Regions from separate parts of the Mus musculus genome. Here all the other regions are linked to region 1. The links are chromatin contacts, called in public HiChIP or PLAC-seq and promoter capture Hi-C maps. All regions are on one chromosome and are shown on one strand. The core of a region is the stretch at or near the end of the contact, and the rest is flanking DNA. Distances in the headings are between cores, read along the strand shown. Region 1 holds the start of Snorc (secondary ossification center associated regulator of chondrocyte maturation). Region 2 overlaps Inpp5d (inositol polyphosphate-5-phosphatase D). Region 3 overlaps Eif4e2 (eukaryotic translation initiation factor 4E member 2). Region 4 holds the start of Efhd1 (EF hand domain containing 1). Region 5 overlaps Inpp5d (inositol polyphosphate-5-phosphatase D).

Region 1 (4,393 bases), core at 1,368-3,867:
AGTGTGAGGACCAAAGTTGGATGTTTAGCACCCACATGAAAGACAAGGTGAGCAGGGTGGCCTGGTTGTAATCCCAGACCTCGGGAGACAGAAAACATCCCCCGAAGCAAGCTGACTGAAATAGTTTGGTCAGCAAGCTTGGGGTTCAGAGAGATCCTGCCTCAGTAAATAATGTGGCGAGTGATTGAGGAAGATACCAGCTGAAGTCTCTGCCTTCCATAGGCATGTATACAAGGGCACGTGTGCCCACATACATGTGAACATGTATGTCTGGACAGATAGATCGATAGATAGATGATAGATAGATAGATAGATAGATAGATAGATAGATAGATAGATAGATAGATAGATAGATTTGTAGATAGATAGATAGATAGATAGATAGATAGATAGATAGATAGATAGATGTTCATCACATATACATTCAAAAAGAATTTTTAAAGTCTACTAAAGTAAGTGTCTGTGAGGACATGAAGCGCCATGAACCTCAAACTGTTTTCAGACAGTGCGAACCTGAACACTTGCCTGCACTTGGACCCAGAAGGTTCATTTCCAGACACATAGCCAAGAGACACTGGCATCCACAAGGGAGGATGTGCAAGAACATGGAAGCTATATTTGTAAGAACCCCAGTCTGGAAACATCCTGATTACTACGGATGCTCTGAGACACACTCTTAGGGCAGTATATGTCCCAGCACCAGAAGCAAAGATGCCCATCGGTGGGTGTGGGCTTGAGAGGAGCCATGCTGGCATGCCGAGCGTGGTTTTGGCTGATGGGGGCAGAGATTACACACATGTACATGGATACAAGAGTTCGCTGACCTGTACACAAAATTTCTGCACATTTTTTTTTTTTATGATTTGGATATGAAGTGTCATCCCAAAAGGCTCGTGTGTTGAAGGTATAGTCTCCAGCTGGTGGCACTATTGAGAAAAGATTGCATTATGTGTGTGGTAACTTCATTAGTGACTTAGCTGTTTCATCGATGGGTTCACAGCTGAAGGAAGCAGAACCTGGTTGGGAGTAGACCTCAGCATGCTTTTCAAAGTGTGTCTTGTCCCCAGCCAGGTGTGTCTCCCTGCCTTTCTTCCTCTGCTGTGAGAACCGCAGCCTCCCCTGTTCCCTGCCACCACTGTGATGCTCTGCCTCTCCGTAGGCTCAAGCAACAGGACAAGTTGACCAGGACCATAAAACCTGCAGCCATGAGCCAGAGTAAACTCTTTTAAAAAGTCATCTCTGGCACTTTGTCACAGCAACGAAAGGTTGATTCATGCACCTCGTGTGCATGCTTCTCTTCTGAAAATGAACACACAAGGGGGAGCGATATGAAAATTCATAAAAATGTAAGTGCTGTGAAGAACCTTAAAGTGACCCAACGACAGGACACAGGCTGACTGACCAAGCTCAGACCTGGAGAAACATGATGATGAGTGTAGCTACTACTTTCTAGGGAAGAAGATAGAGTGCAAAGGCCCTGGGGCAGGAGCCACGCTAGTATCCTGCAGGAGCCCTATTGTTGGGGCCAGCAGCTGGAACATAGGGAGAGAGCAGGAAAGCAGAGGGAAGACTGGCTAGGGAATTTGCCTTTTTGTTTGGAAAACTATGAAGTAGCAGAGCCTCAGGGGCTTAAGAGACTTGGGGAACTTGCAGGGTGAGCACACCTGTGTGTGTGTGTGTGTGTGTGTGTGTGTGTGTGTGTGTGTGTGCGCGCGTGTGTTGAAGTCCATCTGTGGGTGTAGGCAGAGGCTGAGGAGGCCAATGTGCTTGGTCAGACCTGTTGGGAAGGTAGTGAGCTGAACTCTGAGCCAAGCCCAGGCTTAAAGGTGAAACTGAGTCTCTGGATTAGTGGAGAGTGCCTACAAGAACAAGGGAGCCAGGGAGAAGGACTTGTGCATTGAGACCTTCCTGGAAGGGGCCTAGAGCGGCTGGCCAAGGGGCTTTAATAGAAAATGCCTCACAACCTTAGCTTTAGTAAGGGCCAGTGGAAGGGTCCTGAGCAGGGTCTCCCAGAGTCCTGAGCACAGTGGCTCAAGGCATTTGTTGTGCCTGGGTGAGGCTCCTGTCTTGGGAGGCTGGGAAAGTTTGTACTTTCACTAGTCCAGGAATATGTGTGTGTGTGTGTGTGTGTGTGTGTGAGAGAGAGAGAGAGAGAGAGAGAGAGAGAGAGAGAGACAGAGAGAGTGAGACAGAGAGACAGAGACAGAGAGACAGAGAAGAGAAAGAGGAGGGGAGCAGGGCAGAGACAGAGAGAGAGGAAAGGAACCCTCTCTCTCCCCTCCCCTCCCCTCCCCTCCCCTCCCCTTCTCTCCCTTTCTCTCCCCTTTTCTCTCCTCTCCTCTCCTCTCCTCTCCTCTCCTCTCCTCTCCTCTCCTCTCCTCTCCTCTCCTCTCCTCTCCTCTCCTCTCCTCTCCTCTCCTCTCCTCTCCTCTCCTCTCCTCTCCTCTCCTCTCCTCTCCAGGGTGGGGCTGTTTGGTAGTTCAGGACTGCAGGTCTGTCTGAGTGCGCTCTCTCTCTCTCTCTCTCTCTCTCTCTCTCTCTCTCTCTCTCTCTCTCTCTCTCTGTGTGTGTGTGTGTGTGTGTGTGTGTGTGTGTGTGCATGCGCGTGCATGTGTGAGGGGCGGGCACGGTGTCCCAGGAGGACAGAGTTTGCATTGATGAAAACCCTTCCCAGCTCTTTGAAGCCTCTTTCCCGCTGCCTGAGCCCAGCCGCCTAGTCCTCTGTGTCCCATAAGACTGCTCACTCCCTGCCAGGATGGCATCTTGTCTGGCCCTGCGCGTGGCGCTGCTGCTCATCTCTGGGGTCCTGGCCCCTGCGGTGCTCACAGGTAAGGGGCGCAGGCCCTCAGCTCTGCTGCTACCAACTTCTCAGGGCCAATAACTACCACTGGGACCAGATCCTCCAGTACCTATGGGGTACAAGCCCCTCACACAAGGTGGGATTCCCAGCTGTGGTGATTCTGGGAGACTCCCACAATGCTGGCTGGTAGAAACCGAGTAAGATGATGTATGTTAGCAGCAGGATGGGTGGCCATTGAAAAAGACTTGGGTATCAGGGTCTGGTACATTTGGCTGTCTGATGTTCTTGGGGTAATACTTTGCCGCTAGAACACCTGGAGACTTCTGGACCTGGGAGGCTGGAGGACTCATCAGACATAAGGCAAAGGGCTAAAGGCCAGAGACCCTCTGGGCAGAAAACCCAGAGACTCATGATTCCTTTAAATTCTGCAAACCCTTTCCTTCTGACTTACGACCTAGGTGCTGTCCCCATAGAGATAAATATTTCTTAGAGTCTTTTGCAGGATAGTGAGGAAACTGGACTGAGCCCTAGGTGGCCTCTCTGGGGTCTGAAAAAAACACTGCATGGCAGGCCTGCTCTGGGTCTGCTTCAGAGCAGGGACATAGGCACAGATAGGCTTTGATTATGAGAAAATAAATCTCGCGCAGTTGTTCAGTAGTCTGCAGAAAGGCCTCTGGGTTCCCTGGTTGTCTTACAACATTGCTGCCTGAACTTTAGGGGTGTCTGTGTGTCTACAAAGGAAAGAAGTCACCTCTGTGGTAGAAGCATAGCCTCGGAACTCGCGGCCACACCCCAGGATGGTGACGGTGGTCTGTGGGCCGTTCTACCTCCCCTCAACACCCCAGGAAATAGCTAAAGACCTGACTCTGCCCAGCCTGGCTCATACCTCTCTTGGCCATTTCCTAATCTGTAGAAGGTGGCACCCACTACGCTGCCTCCCTCATAGTGGGATGCTAAGGCCTCACCAGGGCTCAATGCAGGGCTCTGAGGATGGCCAAATGTCCAGTCAACACTCAGTGTTCAGAGTGTGAGCAGGGTTCAAAGCCCGAATGGATTTTGGGGAGAACCATCTCTTCTCATATGTTGGGACACACCCAGCTTCTGGAGTGGGAGCTGTGCTCGGTAATGTAGCCTGAAGTACCCCTGAGTTAGGACTTACAGTGGGAGGAGGCATTTTCTATTGCCTAGGACTTGGAGCTGAGACCCACACCGCTTCCTGCCACAGTGAGGCTGTTGCCTGGCAGGACCCTGCAGCTGGAGCCTTCCTAGTGGCTCCTGTCCAGGTTTCTGTTAGGTTTCTTCCAACCTAAGCCTCTAGCCAGAGCCCCGGTCAGATTATACATACACAACTCTAGTGGGTGGGCTTTCTGTTCCCACAGAAGCTTTGGGAATAGCCAAGACCTCGCCTGACCTCACCTCCCTCTTTTTCCACGACTTCCTTCTCCCCTAGGAACAGGCGGGCCCACAGCAGGCATGAGCATGCAAATCCCACCTTGGGTTTTGGGGTTCTGGCTATTCTGGGAGTGGGGAGATAGGAGGTTCTCAGAACTAGCCATGGACGCATAGGTCTGCACAGGTGTGTACGAGGTCTGT
Region 2 (4,393 bases), core at 1,010-3,509, 240 kb after region 1:
AAATTTGGTTGTATTAGTGCATGCCTTTAACCCTAGCAGTGGAGCTTAAGAACTTGATGCAGGAAGATCCCAAGTTTGAGGCCAGCCTTGGCTACATAGTGAATTCTAGACACACCTGTTCTATATAGCAAAAAGGAGAGAGGGACAGAGGGAGAAGGAGGAAGTAGGAAGGGAAAGACAGACAGACAACAGAGACAAAGAGACAGACGGGTGGGGGGAGGGAGGAAGAGAATTAATTAGTTGGGAGACTAGAGTGAGGTTGAGAGGTTGCCCGAGGCCACACAGATTATTGTCAAAGCTGGGATTGTAGCCATATCTTGGGTCCTTGCTGTCTTTATTCTTCCTGACCTGCACCCTACATGAACAGCTTGTGACAGACCAGAGAATCTGTGGCCATCAACAGAGATGCTGAGCTTGGGTCAGGAAGCTTTCCTTTAAGACAAATCTCTCCTTCCAACCTGGACATTTCCCATCTGTGGGCCCTCAGAGGGAGCCTGGCAGAGTGGGTGCACAGAGAGGAAAACCCCAGAAAGAAGCTGGAACCTCCATCTTCAGTTCAGGTACAGTATACAAATAAATCCTAGTCTCCCATGCTCCAGGTCCTGGCACTGTAGATAGCCAAGGGCAGATCGAGTTTCTTGCATGCTACGCCACACTGAAGACCAAGTCCCAGACTAAGTTCTACTTGGAGTTCCACTCAAGCTGCTTAGAGAGTAAGTGCCTTGTGAACTACCCTTTGGGGAGGTTCTTTCACATAACTACCTTTCCATTGATAACTGGTTGATCCCTCACCCAGTTCATTCGTTTTCTCTCTCTCTCTCTCTCTCTCTCTCTCTCTCTCTCTCTCTCTCTCTCTCTCTCTCTCTCTCATAAGAATCCATGGATGGACCCCTCAGTGGGTTCAGCAAAGGTGGGGTACCTATGGGGCTACCCAGTGGCTATGTGGCCCTTTCCCCACCCCTGTGGTTTGTTCTTCTACTGCCTCAGCCCTAGAGATAGAGGCAGCCACTGGTGTCCATGTCCCTGTCCCCTAGGTCCCCCCTGTCCCTGACTTGTCCATCAACATTCTCTAGGCAGAATCCATTTGAGTTTCCACCAAGCTGGGTTTGAGTTTCCATTAAGCTGGGTTTGAGTTTCCACCAAGCTGGGTTCTTCTTGCTCAGTGAAAGCCCTGGGCAAAGCTCCAGAATGCTGAAGATCTAACAGGGCCTAAATAGCTGCTACTGCCTGCTTGCTGTTGCCCTGGCCCTCCCCTTGCCCTTTCCATATTGTGGCTCTTGTGTTGTGGGGCTCACTGTGACTGGGAGCAAGGTAAAGATAGACAGCCCATTTCAGGTGGCAACGTTGAGCACTCACCATGCTTATGAAAGATCCTTTCTATAGAACATCTCCAGACATACTGTCTGAGACTCCTATGCAAGAAAACTATATGCTTTCTAAGTCTTCCTGAGATGGTTCAAAGAGTGATGGGGAAGGATAGGAACCAACCTTGCAAACAGAGGCACAGACTGTCTGCTTGTAGAGCCCAGGAGAGCTACCAGCCTTCTACCCCCTCACACCTTTTTGCACCTTCCTTCAATGCATCCCGAACCTTCCTGGGATTATGCCACCTTCACCACAACATCCTGAAGCCCCAGCTCAGCAGCCAGGGTCAAAACAGTTCCAACTGGAATGAGGGGCTTTGTGCGGGTGTTTTTAATAAACTATCGAGACATTTGCATAGATTTCTATGGAAACAGCATATTAGGAGGCTTAAATTAGAATTTCAAAAGGCTGCTATCTTGAGTGTCGTGGGAAGTGGGACGAGCTGTCATGCTTCCCAGTCTTCCTGCCTGCGGTGTGATGACTTCTTTGTTGCCTGGGATGTTGCAAAGAGGAGTCAAAAAGGAGGGGGAAATCTCTTTGATTTTTCCTAAAAATAATTAGACTGTGTTGGCAAATGACCATCCTTCAAACAAAAACAGAATCCCCAGAAAGCCTGACTCCTAATTGGTTTGGAGGCCTCAGAGACATGAGAAGGGAAAGACAGTCCTCCGTGGTCGAGGAAGGCGACCCCTTGGAGACTTTTCTGCCTGGTTCTCACTCTGTGGTCTGCAAACCCAGCTTCTTCTTCTCTAACAGGTTTTGTCAAGAGTCAGGAAGGAGAGAATGAAGAGGGAAGTGAAGGAGAGCTGGTGGTACGGTTTGGAGAGACTCTTCCCAAGGTAATCCAGGAAGAAAATGTGCCTGGGGCAGAGGGCTGCAGCAGTGCAGGTTAGTACGCAGCACTGCAGGCTAGTGTGCAGCTACAGCAGTGCAGGCGAGTATTCAGCTGCAGCAGTGCAGGTGAGTATTCAGCTGCAGCAGTGCAGGCGAGTGTGCAGCTACAGCAGTGCAGGCGAGTGTGCAGCTGCAGTAGTGCAGGCTAGTGGGCAGCAGTGCAGGTTGGTGGACAGCTGCAGCAGTGCAAGTTGGTGTGCAGCAGTGCAGGTTAGTGGGCAGCTGCAACAGTGCAAGCGAATATGCAGCTGCAGCAGTGCAGGTTAGTGTGCAGCTGCAGCTCTGTAGGCTAGTGTACAGCTGTAGCTGGTCTGCCCAGAGTACAGCTACAGCAGGTTCATCCAGACTGTAGCCATCCCAGACCAAAGCCATAGAGACCAGCTTAGACACTGTAGTCAAGGGACTTAGGGTATGCTTTTCATCATGGATGGATGACCTCAATATTCCTAAGTGGTTTTCAGCCCTGCTGTGCCTACTCCCCTTTGGTTATTACCTACTTAGTGTTCGCAGCACTTGAGATTGAATCGAGGCTCCTGCAAGCACTAAGCAAGCACCCAACCATTGAGCTATGTCCCTGATTTCCCTGAACACTTTTTAGCAGCAGGAAGTTGAGGGCAGTGCTGACATCCAGGAGTCTGTCACTCACCAAGCCACATCTCTAGCAAACCACAGAATATTTCAAGCCCAACTGGAGGTTTGTGACACATTTACTCAGACAGGGAGCAGGCCTATGGTGTCTTCTCTAATGCAGCCATAGACCTTGGAGGGGTATGAGGAGAGGGATGGTACTGCAAGTCTCATTTCAGACCTGGCTGCTAGACCTTCCCTTGGCCTCTGGGATATGCAAAGAATGGAAGGAAGAATGGAGGCAATGGACCAGGGACCTGGAAGCTCAACTCAACCCAGTTTAGGAAATGGGGTGGGGCAGGGAAGAAAACTATCTCTCACTTGGCTGAGCAATGGGGTCCACCTGCTCTCTTGGGCATGAAGAGCCAAGACCTGAGTTTGCTTAAAAGAACATATTCAGTTCCGTTTTACTATGTATTTATTTATTTTATGAATGAGTGCTCTATCTGCATGTACATCTGCATGCCAGAAGAGGGTATTAGGTTCCATTACAGATGGTTGTGAGCCACCATGTGGTTGCTGGGAATTGAATGCAGGACCTCTGGAAGAGCAGCCAGTGCTCTTAACCACTAAGCCTCTCTCCAGCTCTCCTGATGCATGCAAACACCAAGACTGCTGACCCCCATTTACCTGTCCTGACCTGCCCTCACCTGTGGACTCTAATCTGGTGTCTCCTCTGCAGCTAAAGCCCATTATCTCTGACCCCGAGTACTTACTGGACCAGCATATCCTGATCAGCATTAAATCCTCTGACAGTGACGAGTCCTATGGTAAGCATCCCAGGCCAGGGACCTCACCGTACCTTAGCCTCAGCCTCTGAAGTGAGGGTGATGGTGGCTTAGCCTTTCAAGAAAGCCTGTCTGCCACCACCCATTGTGCCCTGATGCTGCCACTTCCTCTGTCCCAGAGGGACTTTTCCTAGTGGGTTACCATCCCTGCTCCTTGTCACTTCTGGGTGCCACAGCCAGTAACCTCCTGCTTAGCCTTGCTGAGTGAGCTGCAGGTACCATGTAATTTAATCTTAGCCTTAAGAGGCAGGTTCTGTTCCCCAGTGAGTAAATAGGTAAACTGAGGCTCATAGAGGTCAAGTGACTCCCCCCAGGTCACACAGATAGTCCTCAACTGAGCTGTGGCTTGAGCCTGAGTCTGCCTGTGCCACCGTGTCTCTCGTTAGTCCCTAGCCAGCTCCTCAGACCCAGGTGCAGAACATTAGCCCGTCCCTGCTGCCAGGTCAGCTTTCCAGTCTGTCTCCTTTTCCTTTCAGACTTTTCCTTGTATAGAGATTTTAGACTGACTTACACTCTTACCTGTTTATCTGATTTTGTTTATTTCTTGTACTGTTTCAAACCTTGGGAAGTAAGCTTTCCCTATAGCAACCAGATTAACATTTAATACCATTTCTTAGATGGATTTTTCTAGGATTTAATTTTTCCCTCAGCATTGATCTGTATAGAGTTCTTTTTCCTATGAGGCTTCAGACATTTGCCCCAGATTGCTAAGGCATCGA
Region 3 (4,393 bases), core at 1,172-3,671, 240 kb before region 1:
AGACCCAACTGCCTGGTGCTCAAGTGTACTAGTTTCCATCCAGTTAGACCAATGGCTGGCCCAGAGTGGCGGCTGAGTTCAGGTCCAGCTTGAAAGTCTCTTAAGGTTGGAAAGGGGTATCCTTGGCTTTTCTTTGCTAACTTCCATTTGCCTTTAGTTCATAGAAGTCTCTTGCTTGGAACTAAGCCCTGCTTCTGTCTGTCTGTGGCCGCACATACATACTTTTTTGCTTTGTGCTAATGGGGTATTCTCTCTGGTGCCAAAGCTGCTTGGCAACCTCCTCCGTTTCCTTGCAGAGTAGATTGTCTTCCTCTTTGGTAGTCTTGCTTGGTGAGAGCCCTTCATTCTTTCTAGCCCAGGGTTACTGTGCCAGGCTCTAGGGTGAGAGGTGCCTTCATCTTGGGGTGGGGGTGTGCAGTCGCCTGTGAGGTAATCTGAATGTACATGTGCTACCCTTGTGAGTACTATGGCTTTGGCTTATATGTGCGGGCAGCTTGGCTTTTAGACCATTAACCTGCATGGAGAGTTTCAACAAGCTTTGTTAGCCATCCCCAAAACTAAAAATTAAAAAGCATTTTTGTGAACCCTGGGTTGTCTGAATGGAAGGTAACTGCAAGGTTGACTTTTCTAGAGTGCTTCGTCCAATCTGACAGCAGCACACTCCTTAACTCTAGCTGGCTGACTTAGCCCTAGTTGTGTGCCCAGGAGTCCACAAAACACAATGAGACCTTAGGCTAGGTATCCTGGGGGTACTTACGTCATTACTGCTTTATCACATTCTAACATGTCTAGAAAAGAAATTTGCTAAACTGCAGAAAGCCTGTCAGATGTTGGCTTTCTTGGGCCTTCTGCCTTATCTTTCACTGGGAGGTACACATGCATCGTAGCTGCATCAGCAAGCTCGATGGCACGTTCCAGAGCTAGAGAGTATCAGCAGCAGACTGAGCTGAGATCCCCTTCAGATCCCAGCTATGTGTGAGATGTCAGTGATGCTCCTGCCTGGGTCTGCTTCTTGTGGGTTTTATTTGAGCCAGTGAACAGCATCTACTGAGACTTGAGGAAGAGCCAGCAGTAATGATGGTTTCCCAAGTACTCTGGAGATCAGGGCTGCTAATAAGCAAGGGCATGGTTTGAGGAGTGGTTGAGCTTCACTCAAGCATTCCTCCAGCTTGCTGTTTCAGCCCAGTTTCTAGTGTTCTTCACCTGTCCGTCTTTCCAGCCTTCCCTGGTCACCCTGCCTGTTGCCATTTCCTACAGCACACCTGGATGAACCAAGAAGTAGCTGTTGCCCCACAAAGAGGCCACTTTGCTTGGTCCTTGTGTTGCTACCTGTCCCTAAGAAAGATAAAGCTTATTCACTTGTTTGTATCAGGTCACAGCTCTGGAACTTGCCATGTAGTCCTCACTGGCCCCCAACTTCACCTCAGACTGCTGGGATTAGAGGTGTGAGCCACCATGCCAGCTCTCATGCCCAGCTTGTGGCTCCTCTGAATAAAGCAGATTTGAGTTTTCATAGGTTTGGGTCCTTACATCAAATGGCTCACAGCATCCTCTACTTGGGGGGGGGGGGGGGGGGACTCCTACCACAGACAGAATTCTGGGACCACTAGGGTACTGCTGCCACAAAGGCAGTTAACACAGACAGCACTGTTGTGAGAAAATTGCATCTGGCCTGGGATGGCAAAAGGACCCTCTTCCCATAATGGAGCACAGTGCTGGAGAAGCTGATGGGAGTTCTCTGCAGAGCGTAAGGAAGAAGGGAAGAGAGAGGCCAAATTGTGGAGTCTTCCTTCACCTGGTCTAGCTATCATTGTATTTCAACATTGAACTTTAATATACAGATGAGGGCCAGCTCATTCACTGCCTTAGTTCAGTCATAACCTGGTGGTCCTGGGCCACTTTAAACTTAGAGCTGTCTGACCTTGCATTGTGTGCTATATATACCCAGACTAGCAGGTGGCTAAACCCCTTTCTAGTGAGGGCTGGCTGAGAGCAAGGCACTGGTGCCTGTAGGCTTTGGGTGGAGATTAGAAAGCAGGGAATTACAAACAAATGAGATCTGGTGAGATAGGATCAGTGGACCTTAAAGAGTCTTTCTTGCTGTCACTGGAATCTCCTCAGAATTCTCAGTGGGCTTTGTTCATCTCTGGTGTGTTCGTTTCTAGACACTCAAATCATAAGGCAATTTTTAGGATAACTTCCTCTTTAAAAGAAGAGCATTTTGAAGTTACCTGATGTGCTTGGGCTGCCGAGTGGAGGGACAGTGACTAGACATTCACACCTGGCTGGCCTCTGAGGACAGGAGTGGGTGCACCATTGCTCACGGCCACGTGCTTTATTTCCCTGAATCCATGCAAGGAAATTTCCAGACCCAGAATCTTCATGTCTAAGCATAGAAAATAGGAAGTCAGTTTAGTGTGTCGTGTACTAGAGGAACCTCTTCAGCCTTCCGGGTCTTCACCCAATGAACCATTGTTAGGCAGAGTTAGTAGGGACTGGCCCTTCTGGAAACAAAGGGATAAATGAGATGGACTTCAACCCTGCTGTGTGACCTTGTTGACCTCTTAGTTACTTAAAGTAGAAATTAAATCTTGCTGTTAGGTTCCCAGGTCATTGTCCAAGTGTTGGATTTTTACTTGTCTTCATTGAGAGTAAAGAGGGAAGCCGCCTCCCGCATCCCTTAGGAGCCAGAGAACAGCTCATCACTGTGTCTCCAGAAAGAGCTCGGGAATTGACAAGTTCTGGCATACTTCTTTAACAGTCTTAGGTTTTCCTGTGAGCCATTTGTCATAAAATAGTAGCTTTTCTGAAAATTAAAAAAAATAAAATAAAAAAGCTGCTATTCTATAGAATAGCATATATAACGTACATTGCCTAGTCCTTTATTAATAATCTTACTTGATTTTGAGACGTGGTCTCCCAGTGTAGTCTTGGCCATCCTGGAATTCACTATGTTCCTGTGTTTCCCAAGTACTAAGATTAAAGGTGTGTGCCACCTTTGAAGAAGAAAGCCTACCTAGAGTGCCTGGTAATGAAATCTACTTTAGTACTAAAATATCAAATGTGTAGTGAGAGGCGGGGTGTGTTGTCACTCAGTGCTGTTGCTACCTTAAGCCAAGAAGAGAGTAATTGCCTGGCCTGTAGTGTAAGCCTTTAATCCCAGCACTAAGAAAGCAGAGGCAAGCAGATGTTTGTGGGTTTGAGGCCAGTCTGGTCTACAGAGCAAGTTCTAGGCCACCATTAAGTTTGATACACAGTGCCCAGGAGAGTCACTGCTTTCAAACTGAAAAGTGGGTAGGGCAAAAAGGCGAGAGAAGTTAGGGTTCTGAGAGCTTCTGGACCCCTGGAGGAATCTGATTTTCTCCTTCATACAGCAGCACGGAGGCCTGTTTGTGGGACACTGGCTGAGCTGTGAGTGCATGCGTGCGTGCTCTCACACCCCTAGCTGCTTCCTAGTCGTAGTTCTGAGTTGTGTTCCTCACATTTATGGTAAGCAGCATGGAAGCTGTAATGAGCTCTGTTAACTGAAAATGCTAGCTGCCAGGGCCCACACATCTTAAATCTAAAGATAAGACTTACCCAGGTGCTTTCAGAAGCAGGTAGAATCTTAGGTATTTACCATCTTGAGTTTAAAAAAGCTAGAGTCTTGGAAAGGTAAAAGCAGAGAAGATGACATATTGCTGGGTTGCATCTTTAGACAACATAATGCTGGTGGATCCTTGGCTGTACCCTGAGGCTCAGGCCTGGTGAAGAAATGGTTTCTGCTACCTGGTTCCCAAACCCAGTGCAGCAAAGGCAAGAACTGTTGCCACTTGCTGAAGCAAGATGGAAGTATTTGTGGACATGGCTGAGCTTCGACTCTGACTTCAGTGACCGCGCCTTCGCTGCTGTTGAAGGAGCACTGGGAAGTACTCAAGGGAGTAGTGAAGGCTAGACTTCCTAAGTAAAACAAGCTGAAAACGACAACTACCTGCCATCTAAGAAGAAAGCCTGCTGGCCCTCACTCTTGACTCAGCTCCTGTTTCCAGTCAGCATGGAGGGATCGAGGTGGGAGGTGGGGTGATGGTGTCTGCTCTGTTCTAAGCGTTTGATCTGAATGTGCTGTTGTTTTTGTCTCTGGTTTACCAGGGCCTGGGAGGAGTTTCATGGCCTGGTGAACAGCAGCGGCCGCTGATCGGACGCTCCCCCTCTGTCTCTCACACTCAGGGTAGGGCCTTGTCTACCTTCTCTGTAACCCCATGACATACCTCTCAGCTATAGGAACCCTCTCCCCAAGGGGATGCCCTCTTCCCATTTGCCTCCAGCCTTGCCTCTGCCAGCATTGCACCTCAGGGAACCATGAGTTCCAAACTATGTCTCATGGTTAACCCCTTAAAGGTCACCAGACCTCATG
Region 4 (4,393 bases), core at 824-3,323, 210 kb before region 1:
TAGATTCACTTGGCACCTTCCTGCCAGAGTGAACAACTCAGTGGCAAAGAAGTCTTTCAGATGAGCCTAGGCACCAAGACTCAGACATGCTGAGCTGCAAAGACGACTCTCAGAGGAGAAAAGCTGCAGAGAGGACTCAGACCAGACCCGGCTGCCTGGAAGAAACAGAAACCAGCTTGGAATGAACTCTACCCAATCTGTTGAGCCCCTACCGGCTGTGCAGTGTGCTCCAGGTCCCCAGCTTTGTGAGCTGTCACTCACACTGGGGTGGGCTTTGGTGATGCAGCTGTCTTCGAGTCATTTCTGTTCCTGTAAGTGACCCCAGTAAAACTGGTTGGTTTGCCAAGTTGGACTTTGGTGATACCTGGTCTGTTGAGGGCTCCCCATCTAGGAAGAGTAGATGAGTGTGTTTTGTCTCCTCAGGAAAAGTTTTGTCACACAACATACTTTTCCCTATGGCTTTAGAAACACACACACACACACACACACACACACACACACACACACACACACGTACACACCACCTTAAAACTTGAACCCATGTTTTTGAAGGGCTGCTACTGAGCTTCACCCCTCATGGTTACCCCCTCCCCTTATAACTGTTTTATTTGATGTTTGATCTTTGAGGCAGAGGGTCTTACTGTGTAAATATAGACATACAGTCCAAGCTGCTAGAGTCGGAGTCCTGCCCCAACCTTCCAAGTAGAATCACAGGCTTATATGAGCCACCATGCACACCAAAAGTACCTTTATTTTTAATGACTTATTTTCTTGAACCACTTTTTAAAAGGTGTGTTTTACTTTGTGGATGCTAGGGATTGAACTCTTTTATGCCTCTTTTATGCTAAGCCCTCTGAGCTCCCCCCCCCAGCTCCCCCTTCCCCCTAACCCTTCCCCCGTTAATTTCTTGTGTTAATTTCTTGTTTGCTTTGTTCCGAAGCAGCGAAGCAGCGGGTCTTGCTGTGAACCCCAGGCTGGCTTCCTACCCTGGAATTCTCTTGTCTAAGCCTTCTGAGTGCTGGAGTTATAGGCGTGTACCCCAACACCCAGCTATTCGAATTCTAATCGAATTACGTTTTCATGAGAGCACGCAATGGCTCTGATTTTTCCCTGTGGCCCCCTAAGATGTGCAGGCAACCAACTCATGCCTTTCAGCGGTGCACACCACCGGGCTCATCACACACACTCCCCAGTCTGTGGCCCAAAACAAGTGGAGCAAAGCTGGTCCCCAGTGCAGCCACTATTGTGTTTACAGCTGCTTCTCCATGTTTGGCTGAGGGAACCCTCATTTGCACCACATCCTTCCTTAGGGAGAATGACGGCGGCTCTACTTGTTTTTACTTCAATCTCCTGTTTCAAAAGTTGCCTTATTTTCAAGCCTTTTCTAACCCCACTCTCCGCAGTGGTGGCTCTCACATTAAAAAAACAAAACAAACAAAAAAAAAGCCATACAGCCAAGATACTTGCCACATTTGGTCCCTTAACAAGACAACCCCCCCCCTTTTTTTTTCCCGGGAATCAGGAGATTTTTCTCACTTTATTTATGTCTAGTATTTTTAGATTGTTGTGGAAACATTTCAATGGTATATGAAAGGCACCTTCGTACTGCCAGGAGCATCTCCTACTCCAGGGCCTTAGGGCGACGACTGCTCGCTACACACGTGGGTGTGTTACCAGGCACGCTTAATTCTCCCATCTCAGAGGGTCCTAGGCCGCGAGCTCCCTGGTTGGAGCGCTTTGGAAGAGAATGGAACTGCCTGAACGGTTGCCAGACTTAACTCCCCAGTGTTTGCAACCAATTCCCTGGGGATCACCAGTTCCCAAAGGGCGGATTCTGGCGGCAAGAGCAAGAGTTGATTTCAGGGTCCATGTCTGGACTGGGGGACGGATTAGCATCAAGTCTCAGCTTATGAGAGGTTTAGGCAAACGCGACCCCTAGGACGCGCAGACACTCCCTTGTCCCCTGTCCAGTAGATAGTCCTACTGCACCCGCGCCTCCTTAAAGCCGCAGCTCCGCCCCGCCCGCCCCGCCTACCCACGGTTCTTTTCAACCGCCGGGCCCCGAGCGATTCCACCGAGCGTCAGAAAGCCACGAGCCCGCAAAGAGCGCACAACTCTCTGTCCCCGTACCGGATCGCGAACCTCAGTTCCATCACCACAACCCGCCATCATGTCCAGCGAGGAGCTGGCCTGCAAGCTGCAGCGCCGGTTGAGACTTGAGGTGCGGGCAGAGACCGACCAGGGCGACCCCCAGCCTGCACCCTGCGATGCCCCAGCCGGGCACCCGGAGCCTGAACCGCCTGCCCGGGCGCCCACAGCCAGCGCGGACTCCGAACTGAACCTCAAGCTGAGCCGCAGGCTGGACATCCACCAGGGTACAGCGCGGCCGGGCCGCTCTAAGGTCTTCAATCCCTACACCGAGTTCCCGGAGTTCAGCCGCCGCCTCCTGAAGGATCTGGAGAAGATGTTCAAAACGTGAGCGCTCGTCCTGCGCCCCCGAAGAACGGGGGATCCGAGACAGGGCACGGGGTGGCCGCGCAGCGAGTGGGACAGTGAGGAAGGAGGTGCAGGCGTTCAGGAGTGCACTGAGCATCTGGCCAAGTGCAGCCAGATCGTGCGCATCAAGTTCATTGCGCGCCATGGGGAACCTCGTCAGGCTGGGGATCTGACCCCGGCGGAGCTCAGAGGGTCCTACTCAAAAGCCCCCTCCCTGAGTCTCCTACTCCCCAGGGCGGGTCCCGCACCCTCCTCCACCCACAGATCCAGAGATTTGCTCCCGGAGCAACTTCTAGGAAGCGAGCCCGGGGCGCACCTCACCTGCCAGCCTTAATTTTATCCCTCAAGGGAGAAATTAGCTGGATTGTCTTTTATCTTATAAAACAAAGGAAACAGTTGACACACGTCTTCAGTAAGGGATGCGAGAAATGAAGGAAGGCTGAGAACAAGGTTGCTTTAAACTCGAAAGACACATAGGCGTCCCTAGACCAGTGCGGGCGGGCGGGGGGTGAGGGGTGGGGGGAGTGGCTGGCGCAGGAGCCTCCTGGGAGCGTCGCCTAGTCAGTTACTCTTCTAACCGGTGAATGGCAGATGCCTCTGGCTGGGAACTGGTGCCTGCCACTAGTCACTAGGGTGCTGCTGGAGCCTCATCACCCCTCAGAAGAGGAGGTCATGCAAAGACCCAGTAGGTGGCCTGTCACGTGAGAGGTCTCTTTGGCCTCATTTCCCCACTTGAAGAGGGAAAGCAGTAATGACTCTTGCTGCTTTTTCCCCTCCCTCCCCCGTTACTTTTCTTTCTAAGCGAGATGTGGTGACATTCTCGTCTAATCCCAACATTTGGTTTTGGGAAGCAGAGGTAATCTCTGAATCCGAGGCCAGCCATGGCTGCATAGTGACATTGTCTCAAAACAAAACAGAACGAAAAACCGCATGTATTTATTTACGGTGAGTGTGTATGCATGAGGAAGTGTCATGGCACATTCGTGGAGGTCAGAGGACACGTTGTGAGAATCAGTTCTCTCCCTCCACCACGCAGGGGTTGGGATCAAACTCAGGTGATAAGACCTGGTAGCAAGTGCTTTTACCAGCTAAGCTGTCTCACTGACCCCTCCTTTGCCTTTTAAGGCCACGAAGTAGTCTGTACACCGAAAACGCCTCACTAAGCTATTAATATTATTTCCAGAATTCGGCCGGGACCGGAAAAGTGGCCAGGTCATGCTTGGGCGTCTTTAAAGTGCTTGGAATGTGTTTGCCCTCACCAAGGAGGTTCTATTTAAAGGCACTATGGCGATCACTGCTTCCACTACTCCCGAGGTCTGCAGAGCACCTCAATACTTGCTGCCTCTCTGGCAGTTTGTTTTCTCAGTACCCTGCTCCCAGCCACTGTTTTCTCTGGGTGCAGTTTGGGCAGCTAAGGAAGGTAGGGTTGGGAGTAGAGAATGAGACTGGGGTGATGGTGGAAAAGCCAGGGAAGGCACCGTGGTTTGACATATCCTGCCCCCCCCCCGCCCCCGTGGTTTTCTTTGGGTTTTATATTCTGTAGGAATGGCTGCTCTGGCCCGGATGTTCACCTGTGTATCACTCCCTCCACCTTGCTCTGTTGCCTCTTTAGCTTCTTTCAGGTTTTACTGGGAAGCTCCCATTTGGAAGGTTAAGTTTGTTAGTCTGCTGTGTAAGAGGAGTACGATTTATCCCTTCGAGAGGTCTTTGGAGCCAAGTAGTGTTGGCACTGGCGGCATCAAGCTAAGGAGGAGGGCAGAGTGCAACCTGTGGTTCTGGGAGAGCTGACAGCCCAAACTGTGCGGGTGTTTCTACAAAGCTAAGCTGCCCATCTGAAGTCTAGGTTAGAGCCTTTGTCACCTGCAATAAAACCACAGGAACAAAGGGAAGTGACCGA
Region 5 (4,393 bases), core at 901-3,400, 190 kb after region 1:
TAGTGTTCTAGCTGTACCAGATCCCTGTCCCTGCCCCTTTCCCCTTTCTTCCACCCTACCTCCCTCATTCAAGTACAGACTCTTACCCTGTACTGCTGCCAAAGTGATGTCATCCTGACCAGCAGTGGTTTGCACCTGTAATCGCCACACTCAGATGATGAGTTTGAGTCAAGTCTGGGCTATAATGTAAGAACTTGAATCAATCAATAAATAAAAGTTAAAATATCAATCCTACATGAATGCACACCCCAGCTCTTGAGTGCTCCCAAAAGCTTTCAAAATTATTGTTAAAAATAATAGTAAGTTCTACAAAATCCCAGAGGCCCCAGAAATCATGCGCTCTCCCCTTCACCCACATGAAGTCTTTTTGGCCAAGGCAGAGGAGGTGAGTAGACATTGAGAAGAAGGCAGACGGAAGGTAGAGGAAACTTCCTGATGACTGCAGAGATAGGAGAGGGCAGAGGGGCCTGTGGAGAGAGACTCAGGAGAAGCTGGGTCCTAGACACACTGATAACTGCATAGGGAGATGGCAGACCATGCTATCTAAAACACAAAGGCCTGGTCAGGCCAGCTGAACTCCTGAGCTGCCCTGCTGCCACCCCCCTTCCACAGTCCCCCTTCCCCTTCCCCTGCCCCCTGCCCAGCACAGCTCTCAGATCTTCTGTGTAAGTTGTATCTGTGGAACACCCCCAAGCTTGGACTGAGTCTAGCCCCTGCCTGTCCCTCAATCACCGTCTTTTCAACTGGCAGACTCAGGGTCCTCACTAAGAAGCAGAAATAATAAACACGATCACTGGCACCCCTCTGCCCGCAGACAAATGTGTTTTCACCCTGCTTTCACCCTGCTGCCTAAGCCTTGTCTTCTGACTTTCTCCTTGGACCTGAAGAGGGTGCTTTGATTTGGTGTGAATCTGCATGGAGCTCTTTGGTTTGGGTTCCCCACTTCCCACTTCCCACCATCTATAAAATCTCCATGGTAACTGAATGGGCCGGCCTCAGAATGGCTAAGTAGCTAAAGATCGCCTTGAATCCCTGATCCTCGGTCTCTGCCTCCCAAGGGCTGGCATCTTGGGCCTGCAGTCCTGCTCTGGGAAGTCTTTTCAACCTAAAAGGAAGGCTACCCCAACCTTCAGGAGTGGCCACCCGGAGCACCACACTTCTGCTCAGCGGCTGGCAGACTTCCTCCCCTGTGCCCAGTCTATTTCAGTTCTGCATTTAGAGATGTCAGACAGTGCTGACATTAAAACTATCCCCTGGGATGTTTCAGCTTGTCTAGGGCTCTGACCGCCCAGGCCTGCTCTTTCCTGCTCCCCACCCCCACCCTGCCCCCAGGGTATTTTCAGTCATCCCCAGGACTGCATCTGAAAAAGCAGCCAGCAGTCTGACCACCAGCTGACCTTCAGATGACCTTAGTCTTAAAGGTACCAGTGCCCTCCCTCCTCTTCCTCAAACCTGGACCCCCCCAGCCTGAAGGCCAACCAACCCTCCATACCCAAAAACCTTTGTGCATGGCTTTGTACCTTCTGGGATATTGCTCCCTGGTAGATGCAGATGCCAAGAGATAGAACAAGATTTTCCCTATAAGATCTAGCTGGGCAGTCCACTCCCCTCCACCTCCCTGCACCTTTTATAGTAGCGTGGTCTGTTTTATGGAGCAGATGTATCTCAGAACAGTGGGCTGTGGTTATGTACCGTACCAGTTTCCCCTGTCAACAGACCTGGGCTATAAGACAGGGTTTTTCAAGGCTCTTGTGAAGGGGGGGGGTTGGTAAAGTAGGAACCACAGTTATATCCCAAGGCAGAGTGAGCTGTGCATTCAAAGCTTGACTCCTTGGGTTGTTGTCTATAAAGGCCTTATAAAAAACATTGCTTCTAGTTACTCTGTGTAGACATATTAACTAATCAGAGACAAGGACTATATTTCATTTCGTGAACAGAACTAATCCTTACTTTATTGTCTTGTGTGTGACTTTTGATTCTGAACATAATAAATTCATGTCCAGTCTGTTGATTAAGCAAATCCCATGGAGAGGTCTATCAGCCTCAAGCCTGGGATATCCCAGTTACAAGCATTATTTTAAAGTAGGAAGAGCCTGAGGCTGAGGGTGGAGCACAGTGAAAGGGCTCGGGCCACACCATGCACCACACCCGCTCATCTTCAGGTTCTCTCTCTCTTGGATCAAACTGCCTGCCACATGCTATAGTTAATCTGTTAAGGAGAGAAGGAATTCATGCCTGCCAAGTGGAAGAGGAGAGTCACCGGGGAGCAGGGGCCTCACGGTCCATGGGTATTGTGGGGTATCATTCCTAAGGGGCACAGTGAGGGTACATCAGTAAACAGCTCAGAAGGCTGTTAGAGGCCCACAGCTAACTCGAGACCTTTGGGGTTCCTTCTCTATTTCAAAATGACTTGGTGTATCTTTTAAGGAAGGCCTTAGCTGCAGAATGAGGAACAAAAGCTGGCGGCCTAGACGCTAAGAATCCAGAGCCACGCCCCTCTGCTGGCAGGGAACTATGAACTAGGCCTTGATCTGAGCCTCATGTTCCATGTGACACACAGGTGCTTCTCTGCCATCATGATTGTCCTCTGGTTCATTCACTCCTTTGAGTTTAGCCAGTGAGAGCCCCAGCCAGGTGGTAAGACAGCGAGAGGAAGATAGTGAAGAAGCGGGGGTGGGTCCTCTGGCACTGGCTCCCTCCTGCTGGGAGTTCTCAGTGGGCTCCAGCACTATCCTTCTGCTGGGAGGTTCCAGGGGGGTAGGGGTAAACTGCTTCCCTCCGCTGTTAGCTCTAGAACTCTTCCTCTCTACCTACCAAACTCTCCCCAAATGCCAGTTTTATATGGCCATCTGCTTCCTGCTAGGACTATGACTAATGCCTATGACACCTTTCTTGACCACATTTTACATTTTAAAATAGTCGAAAAAGCACCACCTTTGGGATTGTTGGGAGAAAAGGGGGTACACCAAGCCCCACCTCTCACTGTTTCTACCTCCAAGCCCAAGCACACAGAAGGTATCTAACCTAGTTTTATTTCCTGTTGCTGTAATAACAAAAAGCAACTAAGGGGGTGGCGGGAGGAAAGGTTTGTTTTTGTTTTCACTCATAATTCCACATTACGGCCCTTTGTAACGGGGAGGTGAAAGTGGTAGCCAGGCAGAGGTGGCGGGTGCTGTTGGTCCCAGTGCTTGAGAGAGACAGAGGCAGGTAAATCTCTGAGTTCAAGGTTAGCATGGTCTACAAAGTGAGTTCAAGGACAGCCAGGGCTACACAGAGAAACCCTATCGTAAAAAAACCAAAACAAAACAAAAAGGCAATACTCCTCTCCTATTCCCTGCCCCCCCACACACACACACGCCATAGGCCAACCTGATCTAGACAATTCCTCACTGAGACTCTCTTCCCAGATAATTCTAGACTGTGTCAAGTTCACAATTAAAACTACAAATTCTTGCCTGTCATTCTGATTCCAGTGTGGTAACCCCACAGAATCAGGGGTTGCCAGGCTCCTCAGAATTACAGGAAGTACGGTAGACCGAGATGTAGTATGTAGACCCCGCTCCTGTGGGGAGGGGGGCCTCTTAGGCAGGTGAATATGTGCAACATCTCATGTGGAAGGGGACCTCTAGGCTCATTACTAAAGGACATTATTGTTCCTCCTGGCCCACAGTCAGTACACTGCCACCTAGAAGATCTTCCCACGTGTTGGTTTAGGCTTAGTGGGGTTTATTGGCTACACAGAGCCGGCCATTCACTATCCACTCTGCCTGGACATAGGGCCTTTTAAGCCCATCTTATGAAGACAGCATTTTATACTGTGCCTCCAAGAGACCCCTTTCTCTGGCCTGTTGGGACCCATATCTCCACCATCTCCTCTGCCTCTGTCTGCTGCCTGTGAAGACAGGCTGCTTCCTGCTGGCCCACATGGCATAACAATTGAAATTTATCTCATGGGAATTTGCTTCCCTTAGGAGGGCCCTTGTATCCTTTCTGGGTACTAGAAGTACAAAGCACTCAGAGCTGTCCCTGAGCCCCAGCTCCTGGGTAGTGAATCTATATTATAGTGTGGCCATAAGGCCTTTGCAAGGACATTTCTCTGTCAAATGGACCCAGCACCCACCTGGCATCTCTGCCTCCTGTCTCATCCCCATCTGTCTCATCAGTTGGCCTTGTATATGTGCATATTCATTGCATACATAAATAAATAAGTGGATCTTGTTGCTCTGACTGAGTACCACAAACAGGGTCACTTTTAAAGATTAAAGTCCAGGCATGTAGCTTGAAGGTAAAGCAAATGCCTAGCATGAGCAAGGTCCTAGCCAGACACCCGTGAATAGAGGCATACAGCTTATTTGGCTCACAGTTCTGGATGTAGGATCCTAGGAGCAATGTG

Evidence for each region. Promoter capture Hi-C pulls out the DNA fragments that hold promoters and counts their contacts. HiChIP or PLAC-seq counts read pairs in DNA pulled down with a chosen protein or histone mark.
Region 2: a contact with region 1 is called in an H3K4me3 HiChIP or PLAC-seq map of forebrain, with 3 times the contacts expected there. The contact joins the enhancer-like site here to the promoter of Snorc in region 1. A contact is called at or near these places in 10 of 39 promoter capture datasets (the C10 cell line, the HPC-7 cell line, cranial neural crest and 6 more), 1 of 15 datasets of contacts at CTCF or cohesin (large pre-B cells), 10 of 484 Hi-C or Micro-C datasets (MC3T3-E1-derived osteoblasts, bone marrow-derived macrophages, cerebellar granule neurons and 7 more), 9 of 115 datasets of contacts at active chromatin or transcription factors (craniofacial prominence, embryonic basal ganglia, embryonic forebrain and 6 more) and 4 of 9 other capture datasets (adipose tissue, embryonic stem cells, liver and 1 more).
Region 3: a contact with region 1 is called in an H3K27ac HiChIP or PLAC-seq map of embryonic stem cells, with 2.8 times the contacts expected there. The contact joins the enhancer-like site here to the promoter of Snorc in region 1. A contact is called at or near these places in 4 of 39 promoter capture datasets (the 3T3-L1 cell line, hippocampal neurons, liver and 1 more), 1 of 15 datasets of contacts at CTCF or cohesin (embryonic stem cells), 1 of 484 Hi-C or Micro-C datasets (embryonic stem cells), 3 of 115 datasets of contacts at active chromatin or transcription factors (all in embryonic stem cells) and 1 of 9 other capture datasets (embryonic stem cells).
Region 4: an H3K4me3 HiChIP or PLAC-seq map of embryonic stem cells shows a contact between it and region 1, with 4 times the contacts expected there. The contact joins the promoter of Efhd1 here to the promoter of Snorc in region 1. A contact is called at or near these places in 1 of 39 promoter capture datasets (liver), 4 of 115 datasets of contacts at active chromatin or transcription factors (embryonic stem cells and pancreatic cancer cells) and 1 of 9 other capture datasets (embryonic stem cells).
Region 5: a promoter capture Hi-C map of embryonic stem cells shows a contact between it and region 1, with 5 times the contacts expected there. The contact joins the enhancer-like site here to the promoter of Snorc in region 1. A contact is called at or near these places in 15 of 39 promoter capture datasets (the 3T3-L1 cell line, the C10 cell line, the HPC-7 cell line and 9 more), 1 of 15 datasets of contacts at CTCF or cohesin (pro-B cells), 12 of 484 Hi-C or Micro-C datasets (B cells, the G1E-ER4 cell line, the HL-1 cell line and 6 more), 15 of 115 datasets of contacts at active chromatin or transcription factors (the HPC-7 cell line, acute myeloid leukemia, embryonic stem cells and 2 more) and 3 of 9 other capture datasets (adipose tissue, embryonic stem cells and liver).

The regions. Positions count from the first base shown.
Region 1 is chr1:87,467,584-87,471,976 of GRCm38.p6, forward strand. It overlaps Snorc (secondary ossification center associated regulator of chondrocyte maturation), which reads left to right and starts at 2,618. Exons shown (of 3, transcript NM_028473.2): 1 at 2,618-2,828. The coding sequence starts at 2,756.
Region 2 is chr1:87,707,497-87,711,889 of GRCm38.p6, forward strand. Inpp5d (inositol polyphosphate-5-phosphatase D) reads left to right here. Exons shown (of 27, transcript NM_010566.3): 20 at 600-713; 21 at 2,122-2,204; 22 at 3,569-3,656. All of the region lies in intron 3 of Gm33470 (a long non-coding RNA gene), which reads right to left. Among named protein-coding and RNA genes, the nearest start is that of Gm33470, 15 kb to the right of the region's middle. Within about 2 kb of position 2,260, at least 36 of the 459 cell types and tissues checked have an H3K27ac peak or open chromatin away from gene starts, as enhancers often do. A contact at or near this core is called in cortical neurons, embryonic forebrain and forebrain, where this site is marked.
Region 3 is chr1:87,228,275-87,232,667 of GRCm38.p6, forward strand. Eif4e2 (eukaryotic translation initiation factor 4E member 2) reads left to right here. Exons shown (of 7, transcript NM_001039170.1): 7 at 1-584. Among named protein-coding and RNA genes, the nearest start is that of Eif4e2, 17 kb to the left of the region's middle. Within about 2 kb of position 2,422, at least 9 of the 459 cell types and tissues checked have an H3K27ac peak or open chromatin away from gene starts, as enhancers often do. A contact at or near this core is called in embryonic stem cells, where this site is marked.
Region 4 is chr1:87,262,280-87,266,672 of GRCm38.p6, forward strand. Efhd1 (EF hand domain containing 1) reads left to right here and starts at 2,074. Exons shown (of 4, transcript NM_028889.3): 1 at 2,074-2,475. The coding sequence starts at 2,171.
Region 5 is chr1:87,656,996-87,661,388 of GRCm38.p6, forward strand. The region is part of intron 2 of Inpp5d (inositol polyphosphate-5-phosphatase D); the gene reads left to right. Among named protein-coding and RNA genes, the nearest start is that of Inpp5d, 39 kb to the left of the region's middle. Within about 2 kb of position 2,151, at least 120 of the 459 cell types and tissues checked have an H3K27ac peak or open chromatin away from gene starts, as enhancers often do. A contact at or near this core is called in B cells, the G1E-ER4 cell line, the HPC-7 cell line and 7 more, where this site is marked.